Regions from separate parts of the Bombyx mori genome. Here region 2 is linked to region 1. Evidence: chromatin contacts called from public Hi-C data. All regions are on one chromosome and are shown on one strand. Each heading gives the region's core, a stretch centred on a gene start, on an enhancer-like site or on the middle of the called end of the contact. The rest is flanking DNA. Distances are from core to core; before and after follow the strand shown.

The links. A called contact is a pair of places that touch in the nucleus more often than the background predicts.
Region 2: a contact with region 1 is called in a Hi-C map of posterior silk gland, with 2.5 times the contacts expected there. The contact joins the promoter of LOC101744256 here to the promoter of LOC101741707 in region 1. A contact is called at or near these places in 2 of 7 Hi-C or Micro-C datasets (middle silk gland and posterior silk gland).

Annotation. Positions count from the first base shown.
Region 1 is chr3:1,668,734-1,673,816 of ASM3026992v2, forward strand. LOC101741707 (heat shock protein 60A) reads right to left here and starts at 3,639. Exons shown (of 3, transcript XM_062674872.1): 1 at 3,485-3,639. It overlaps LOC110384829 (histone acetyltransferase KAT6A), which reads left to right and starts at 4,617. Exons shown (of 11, transcript XM_062674881.1): 1 at 4,617-5,083. LOC692855 (adenosine kinase) reads left to right here. Exons shown (of 6, transcript NM_001046700.1): 6 at 63-928. The coding sequence ends at 428.
Region 2 is chr3:2,490,151-2,495,050 of ASM3026992v2, forward strand. LOC101744256 (26S proteasome regulatory subunit 7) reads right to left here and starts at 3,366. Exons shown (of 10, transcript XM_004923917.5): 1 at 3,132-3,366; 2 at 3,017-3,054; 3 at 2,723-2,896; 4 at 1,964-2,103; 5 at 243-411. The coding sequence starts at 3,204.

The sequences.
Region 1 (5,083 bases), core at 2,389-4,888:
TATTTATAGAGTGACTACAATTTCTGAAGTGGAATGAATAATCCCTTCTCTAAAAATTCCAGGAGGCAGACGCTTTCGCGAAGGCATTCAACATAAATTCGAGCGATGTGCAGGAGATCGCTTTACGGATCGCCAGCATGCCCAAATTGAACGCGAACCGTCAGCGCGTCGTGGTCATCACGCAGGGCTGCCAACCCGTCGTGCTGGTACAGAGCGGACGAGTCACCCTGATACCGGTCGAGGCTTTGCCGAGGGAACGTATCATTGACACAAACGGTGCCGGAGATGCCTTTACTGGTGGGTACTTGGCGCAGCTCGTGCTGAACCGCGAGCCAGCCGCCTGCGTGCGGTGCGCTGTCTACTGTGCCACGCATGTCATCCAGCACCCGGGCTGCACATTCAGCGGACCCAGCGAATACAATGACTGATCTTTGCACCAAACATGTAAAAACTCGAATATTATACAATTAGTTGTTGAACATTAATTAGGGTTGTTAAATAGGGTATTTTACTAGTGGCGAAAAAAATCTAGGTAAGCAATCGAAATATCATCTTTTCGCATTAAAAGTTTACAATTTCCAAAAATATTCGAAATTGAGTTAATATGCGGAATCATTTGGTACCAGTATTTTTCTCATAAATACTGTCAAAAGAGCGTAGTTTAGTTTTAGTGTTTTTTTTAATTTACTTATATTTTGACTGCTGTTGACAAAATTAGTACATAATTTTATCTTACTTTAAAAGACAAATAATGCAACTGGTAAAAACTAAAAAATAAATGTTGCAAAGATGATTAATATTAAAAATATCATATGTTAAACCTTTAAAACACTCTCCTGTAAAATATGGTAACTTTTGTGATTATACAGTTTTAATGCGAGAAGACGATATGCTAATTTTGTGTTAAATAATTAATTTCAAATACCTATGCAATATTTTTTATCTATTATACAAGTAACGGATTCGGTGGCTGGCCATAATATATATTATGTGTTTGACATAATTAAATACCTACTAAAAGTCAAATGCATATCCTGTTTGTCTACACTTATTTCGCACACATCTTGATAATTTCTTGAGTCTTATTTAAACAGTTCCCAAATGTTAATCAGACTTTTATTTTGTTTATTAACTTCAAAATCAAAGGCACTAGCCTTGCATTCTAGCATATTTACAACTAGCACTTTACAACTTTCCTGGTGTTTCCTTTGACATTCTTTTATCCAGAATAATCACACCAGTGCTACATATTGGAACTGTTTACTGAACTACAAAGCATAAAGTTAAATTAGTTTCTTAATTCCCGTAATCTAACAAAGATTAGTTATTTATTTTGTCCAGTATAGTGTTCACTAAGTAGTGATGAACCATTTTTTTTAATGTAAATTACAAGAGTTAGTGATTTTAGACAAAAAAAAAAACTAGTGACTTATTACCAAACACTCAAACTAATCCCAATTAAAAAGGTGGCAGTTTTGGATAAAAGCCATTTTCTCAAAATATATGCAAAAGTGTGGATTTGTATTTGTTTGAGTTTTCAACCGCCCATGACTGAAAAATATTAACTTCAATTTATCATTAATAGAAACCAAGAAGTATTAAATTAGATCTGAAATGCTTATTATATTCTGAAACAAAAGAAAACAAAATAATTTACTATTTTCATGTTATTATATATTATTTTACTTTTAAGATTATAATGTCTTTGAAAGCTATATAACTACATCAGTTCCATTTTTTGGCACAAATTAACAATAAGGTAAATATAATTATTCGAATTTTAAGTAACTCTCTTATTCATTTGTTTTGATAATCAGTTTTGAAAAAAATAGTAGAAAAAGAACTTTTATCATTATGATCATCAACATAAACACCTTTTCTAATTAATATATAATTATAGTGACAATTTTGTCAATGATTGAGTAATATTTTCATGTTATTCTTTAAAATATCATAAACTGCAAGGATATATGTTTTAAATATCATATGAACACTATTGTGTAGTGTACAATATGTATCACCCAATTAGGTGCAGTGGCTCTTTCATCTCCAAGTAATGGCATGCAGCGATATGTTTCATAAACAGTGAACTTTTTGGTACTGTCCATCAGCTTGCTAATACTCCTTGTTATACAACCAGCATATGTCACGTTGTCTAGATTAAATCTACGCATAATCTGTGCAGATTTTGTGTCAATGCAGATTTTATTTTTACACACCAAACAGCAGCCAGTCTTCAATATGTTTGTTTTAGGTTTTGGAAGCCTGTAATATTATAATAATAGTGAATGTATACAATTTAATGTATGTACTTATTATTTTTAAAATGTGTCAATAAATTTTGTTTTGAAATAGGTTTTTTTAACCTATATACAAGTTTTCGAGTTTTTTTTTCCTCAGAGTTCGTCTTAGAACAATTCTTTTTTTTAACCCTGGGGAATATTAACGTATACCCAGTCGAGGGGGTAACGGACCTGGTTATGTCGAGCTTCGGCGCCTTGAAAAAGGCGCGTGAGGCACTCGCCCCGCAAAACCGACTACCGACTAAATCCTATCCCTCCACACCGCTTACATCAAACCTACGGTACCGCAGTGCGCAACGAAAGTCCCCCTTCGCCGGTACCCGTCTTGATTATACTGTGGGATTCCATCTCCGAGAATATCCCGAAGGACGTCGTCTCACAGCCCCTACGGGGGGTGAGTGGGCGCTTCTCGCTCGCTTCCCCCAGCCCGCCTCTGCACGATTGTTTAAATTTATTATATTTTAAACTAGCTAACACGCTAGAGAACAGAACTATTACTATAACGTATGTCAATTATCGATGGTGGCAAAAAAAAGATAAATTATATAAAATTATTGGGGCTTTTACCGCATTTTAAATATTTTCCTCAGCTCTTGACGGTTGTAGACGCATTACACAATAAATTTCGTTGCAAATATTTAGAATACGCTACCAAAATATGCGAATATTGTTAATAACTTTATTATCCAGGCTGCTAAACATGAAACGAAACTCAAAGTCTCAACTTATAAATACAAATTATTTTATTAGAACAGGGTAGGTAGATATTAAGTGAATTATCTATGGCCATAGATTATACACTTAAATCTATGGCTAATAGCAGGTATTGCTACCTATTGGTTGTATTGGTACCTACCATGGAGTTATTAAGTACGGTATCTACCTACCTACCTACCTGAAAGTTTTACTGTGTATATACCTAGCATATACCGTGGTTATACATAGTAGGTACCTAGTAGTAGTAGTTTTATCATTTAAGTATCATCAGGTATCATACCATACAGCCTACTCTCACATACATTTTTTTTTAATGAAAAATGGTTTTATGAAATGAAATGAAGTTGATTAATATGAAACGTGGCATGAAATGAAATGATATGCGATGAAATATAATCTCAGTAAAATTGTGGTAATTACTGAGACTTTTTCAGTGGACTTTCTGGAGGATCCTGCGATGTTACCTTCAGCGGTTTTGTTTCATTTTTCCACATTAGTGCACTTTCACAGATACTAAATAGTTAATAAGCCACCTTTGTTAGAAATTTAAACCTGAAGAAATAATAAACAGACAAAATAAAACAAGCCACCCAACTTCACTTCTCGCGTTCCCGCCAAAAAGTCAAGTTTTGTTAAATTGCCATTTTTTTTTAAATTAAATTCATTATACTTAGGAAATGGTAAGGGGTTCACAGACCGTACGTGCTGCCTCAATACTAGTAAATAGATAGAACTCTATTAGATAGTTGCACAACGGCGTTAAAATTTTGTCCCCGAAATCTGATATCAAGGTAACTAAAAGGTAATAATTATGTCCTATTAAGCATTTATCATGCGTGAAAATGTACACAAGTGTAACAAAAATTAAACAGTCATGGTGCTTCGGGTTTTGTCTGAAATTTTAATAAAATCCCGCGATTTTATTGAGCAATTTTCATCTTCTTTCTTTTTCATCTCATATCATACAGTTTCGTTCAATTTCATTCGAATTGATAGCAATTTCAGATTTCAATAAACTTCATTGTATTCCGCTCAATTAAAATTTTCAGATTATTATAACTAAGTACAAATTATAAATATGCATTATCCAAGATTTAATTAATTCGAGGGTAACATTGCAAAATTATATGATAGCTAATAATAACATAAATGTCAATACATAATTTAAAAAAAAACAACCGATTACATCTGTTTTTTATAATTTCTTTAATTATTGAAAACAGAATAATAATTTAGGTCGTTTAAAAAAAAAAATGTTTTTATCCTTAACGGAGGAGCATCTTGTACAAGGGACAAGTTGAAAAAGTGTCTGCTGTACTGTAAACAACAAGCTATTGTGGTAAGACTCCCCGAAATAACGATAGTGCAGGAAATGGAACTGATATGAATATAGCAGTTTTAACAGTTGCTAAACCTTCTCTACATGACTGACTCCTTGACTTTACCCATCCATATCAGCTAAGCTACAAGGTCTTTGAATAATGAGCGATCATCCCATCCACAAAAAAACTTTGTGAAATTTTGATTTATTGTTATTAAAGACAGACAATTTTACTCCCCATCCCAAAATTGTTCATTTCTCCTGGAAATTAGTAAAGGCAGGGCCACAGCCGCGGCCGAACCGATTCTCCAGTATCCGTGTATTTATTTTAATTTTATTGGCAATACCCCGATGACAGACAGGATATCAAACATTTTTTAACAAGGCAATATAATTGATAGCCATTTTGAAGAACCTTTTGTTGGTGTTTTGTGAATGTTTTCATGTTAATTAAAAAAAATCTATATTTTTGAAAACATAATACAATGTAATAAATTATTATTAGAAAATAAAATAAATAAATAATCAAATGTACAGACAGACTTGTTGTTATTAAGTGCAATTGTGATAAGAAAACCGGAAGAAGTCACCGTACAATAAATAATAGTCCTGTAAAAGTTGTTATTAAGTTATTGTTATCACCGTGAAAAGTTTTCATTTTCGTAGTTGTTGTCATAAACACATTATTTTAATTGTTGGAAATTGTCTTAAGACAGTCGATCGCATGTTTTTTTCTGCACAC
Region 2 (4,900 bases), core at 2,116-4,615, 820 kb after region 1:
AATAGAAGAAAAAGACAAACGGCAGTACTGGTCATAGACATTAGTTATGGTAGGCTGCTTTGTTAACTCATACTGGTAGGTCCAATCACCTCAAATATTCCCGCTTCTTTTATAGATTTTTTCTTTTAGCAATCTAATAGACGAATCGCCTGTATAATTCCAAAAGCCAGCCATTATGCAATGTACAATAAATGCAGTACAGATAAAGATATAGCATTTATATAGTTCTATGAACGACTTACATGCAACAGTGGTGTCTCAACAACTTCTCTTAGTTTTTCTATCTGCTCTTTACATCCACCCACGTCACTGTATGTTACATCAGGTTTCTCCTCGACCTGCATCATGGTGACCGTTGGATCTATTTTCGGAGGCAGGGGTATGTGGATCTGGTATTTATTACGATCCACACTGAAAAATCAAAAATAATGGTTCACTCATTTATAATTAAACATGACAATTAAATATGACGACGCTTGTAGCTGAATGTAAGTATTGTACTTTTTGACGAAGCGTGTTGCCGATAATAATATGTACTTTTAGGTTATTAAAATACCTTGCATTTTGATTTGTATAAATAAAATTATCTATGGTGTCAAAAACACCACTTCGATAAAGCGGCACGACACGAGAACCCTCTCATAGTGGCCGCCGGTAACTACATTCCCGATCCTGCGGACAGAATGGAAAGTAGTCGACGTCGCCCAAAACACGTCATCTCGGATCCTCCCGATCCACTAACAGTGCTTCTAGGTACTTCAAGCACCGGTCACCGTTCTCGTCGAACCCGTCGCTTGCGACGAAGGGTAAATTAACTCTCAGATATAGCCCACTGAGTTTCTCGCCGGATCTTCTCAGTGGGTCGCGATTCCGATCCGGTGGTAGATTCTGCGAAGCACGACTCTTGCTAGGGTTCGTGTTAGCATCGTCGTCAGGTTTGAGCCCCGTGAGCTCACCTACTAGTTACGGTTACGCTGGAATAGCCACTCCAAGCTACCTACCAGCTTAGGTAGGAAAAAAATAAATAAATAAATAAATAAATAATAATAATTAAAATACTTCATACATATAGTTTGGTACAACTTCGAAAACCATAACTTCTACTAATAAGCAATTTTTGAAATTTTCCTATAAATTACTTAAAATTTTATTCAATTTCTACTTCTAAAATTTTTAAGATTGTGCTGTAGCTAGAGTTATATCTTTAGTGGCTGACTTATTGTTATTAATTAAATCAATTAATGTACATAATATCCGGTGTATTTGTACTAAGTGGATAAATACAGTAAAGTAATAGAACATAAACCTATAATTTAATTATTTTCTATCTTTACATTATATCAACACATCTCCAGAGCTGTAGAACAAATTTCCGGCATTGTATCAATAATATATGATTGATGGTTTATATAACTTTAATCGAACACTAGGTCTTCCAAACTAGATGGAATTCAATATTATATGTTGTTCAAGAAATACCTTCAATGGTAAGCTACTGCCAATGAATTTGAAAAGCAATGAACAATTGTTTTAGGAGAGTTGTATCAGCAACATATTGATACTTAAAATAGGTTACTTTCTTGACTCTCCAGGATCCTAACTACCAAGGTTGGGGATAGTGCAATTCAATTCATACCATACATTATAAAAACCGATGACTGATTTAAACTGTAATACCAAAAAGTCAAGAGCCTAATGTCTCAGTTAGGATGAAACATATTATAACCTTAAAATATCTTACTGGTAATCACTTAATAATATTACAAATACACTTTCATTAACATATTGATATGTTACACATGTTTGGTATTTGTATCTAATACATTGAATAAAAAACTGCATAATATACAAACTACCAAAAGTGTTATCTGATCATTATTATTAAGTGTAGTATGTGTAGTAGTAGTAGTAAGTATCATGAAGTGTTATATGATAATGAAGACATTATTTACTTCAAACTTACCCAACCCTCATGCCTTCTTCAATATCAGTGGGTGCGACGGAGTCTTGTAAATCGACAACAAACTTTGCAAACTGCTTCACGTTAATTATGTATTTTGGATCATTCGAATCTGCATTAATGATTTTCGTACACCGTGCTACCTATTTAAAATGTTACAAATTTATATCAAATTGACCTTACAAATTATGAACGTTTCATTAGTACATGTGATTTTTTTTTTTAATTGTCCTGTACTGTGTAGCTTTGATAATGAACTTAAAATGCCAAAGATATTCTAATACAGGATTTCTTTTATTTAGGAATTTGACTAGAATGCAGTCTAATCCTTTACGACAGCAATCATATTTAATTCCAATTTAATGTCTGGGAGATTCACTTACACTGCTTTCTCGTGGGTTCCAGAGAAAGACACTAATAAGATAATTTGGTACCTACATGTCTTTGTGACTTGCAGTCCTGTAATGCTTGATACAAGTACAGAATGCAATTTATCTTGTAGGCTACAATAAATTCTAGATTTAGTAAAATCAACATCCTTAAATTATACTTATCTTCCCTATCACCACTATTTTACCTTATTTTAAAACAATTTAGAAATAAATACTCTTTATAAGACAGAACTTCAATACACTTAAGACTATTGGATAGTTGTTCAGAAACTAGCAACAGTCTAGATAAACTTAAATATAGGTTAACTGTTCATCTCCAAAAAAAAACTGTAGGAGTTGAGTGACCAGTTCAAGAATACACATACTGTACCTGTAGTGGTTGTTCATTCTGTAGTGTCTGTTTATCAGCTGCTAGATCCCACAAGGCTGGAGGAGCCAACCCTGTGTCTGACTCTTTGATGCCTGTCAGTTCATTAACCCTCTTCATTACTGTCTGAATTCCTTCTTCTACTTCCTTAATGATTTTTGTGTACTGTCCTTGGCCCTATGGGACGGCATACATTTTAATTCATCAGAAAACAAATAACTTCTAATTTGCCAGTCATTCATCTATGGATTTTTTCTTTGATTAAATGTATTTCAAAGGTTATAGACTATAACTTACGTATGACTTCAAAAGCGCAATATCACCCTCGTCGAGAGCTAAAAAATAAAGTAAGCAATTATTTTATCAATATAAAACATGTAGGTTAATGGTAGAAGTCATTCATAAAACTTACATTTTATTTCTTTTTCCGGCTCTTCTTTATCATCTTTCACTTTGCGCATATCATTCCCTAAATGGTCAGGCATTTTTAATATTTATTCCCACCAAGCGATTAATTTTACAATTCAGCATCCACAGCTCAACAGTCTTTGAAAATAAAGCAATCGACAAAAATCCAAATTGATTGTCAAGTCAATGTTTGCAATATCAATATTCTCCGTTTCACGAAAATGTCCACAAGGTTTTCAAGAAGAAACAAAAATAGGTATGATTTCATGAACATTGAAGTTTTTCTCAATTTTTATATTCTAATGTACTTCGAAATATATTTTTTGAGAAAGTATTTTTTTATTTTCGTTTCTATTTAATATTAATCATGAATCTCAGGATGTTCAATGATTTATATTATTCTGCGTAGTTAGAAATGTAAAAACCAGCATTGCCATATCGTTAATTTTTCTACGATGTTGTGTATTTTCACGGTGAAATATTTTATTTAACGACATTTTATTATTTTCTTTTTCCATAAAATAAGTAGCACTTGTATTTTTCTATCACTTTGAAAATATAATTACATACAATATAATATAAAAATTAATTTACTCACAAGTGTCCACAGTTGAATTAAAGAATCACAAAACTAAAAACGTCGTTGAAGCTCACAAAAAACATGTTTTAAAGAGTACGTTATAGGAATAAGCAATCTCAGCTTCTAGCTGTAATGTTTATATTCATTCAGATGCGTTTTATAAAAATGGAACATTACGAAATCATTATTTTATTTACATAAACGCTCTCTCTATTTATTTTATTTTGTGCCTACCTACTGCTAGTAATCTTATAAAGGGTCATACTAGCTTGACAAGACACACCTCACGGGTCTCGTTTGGTATTGTTTGTAGCCTCGACAAGTTTTGCTAGGCTTATCGAACGACAACAAGCGGACGGTAGGTGAATGGTGACTGGTGCTTCGAATGCCTTAAAGTACTGATAGTGGATAGGGAGAATCTGAAATGACATGTTTTGGAAGACGGTGACTGTTTACCGTTTGGTCATCTTGTGTACTCGCTGCAACAGTTTTTGTACATGACGATCGTCTTTTAATTGTGACACCACAAACATAACGAGACGCGTGTGTCGTCGTCGAGAAAAGGCGAAAAAGGGGAACTGTTTGTGAAATTTGTTCAAAGGCACCGACCAACTGAGCGAGGCGTATATATCACTTCCAAAGATGCGAAGACACCGCTGCTGGCTGCATTGCGATGTTTTTTTTTCACCGTGCGTCGCCGCTAGTAATGGGTAGTTCGATATATAGGGATGCCGCCACATATTTATTACGAACATAATAATATGAAATCATACTATTATGTTGATCTTATCGCAATTTCAATGTTGGTTTACCAAAAAAATGGATTATATACGCTATTTCTGCGGCTTATAGACACCACAACTTTAATACTACTGCCGACAAAAGACTACGATCATCAATACTCAGGCTACGATCATCATTCTTGGATACTTTTACTTAGAGCTTGCTGGCAACTCCAATAAAGAACAATGATGACAAGCATTTTAAAGATACCATAAAGATATTTTTTCTTTTGCTTCATTCACTTCTAAAATAGGCAAAAGGAACTAAGACTTTAATTGAAGTAATAAGTGAAGTGAAATTTAATAAACTTAGTAAGACAATGGGAATTAACTAAAACTAATGGTCCTCTTAGAAGATAATGAGAAGATATTTCCATGGATTTTTGGACCATCCATTTATAAAACACATGA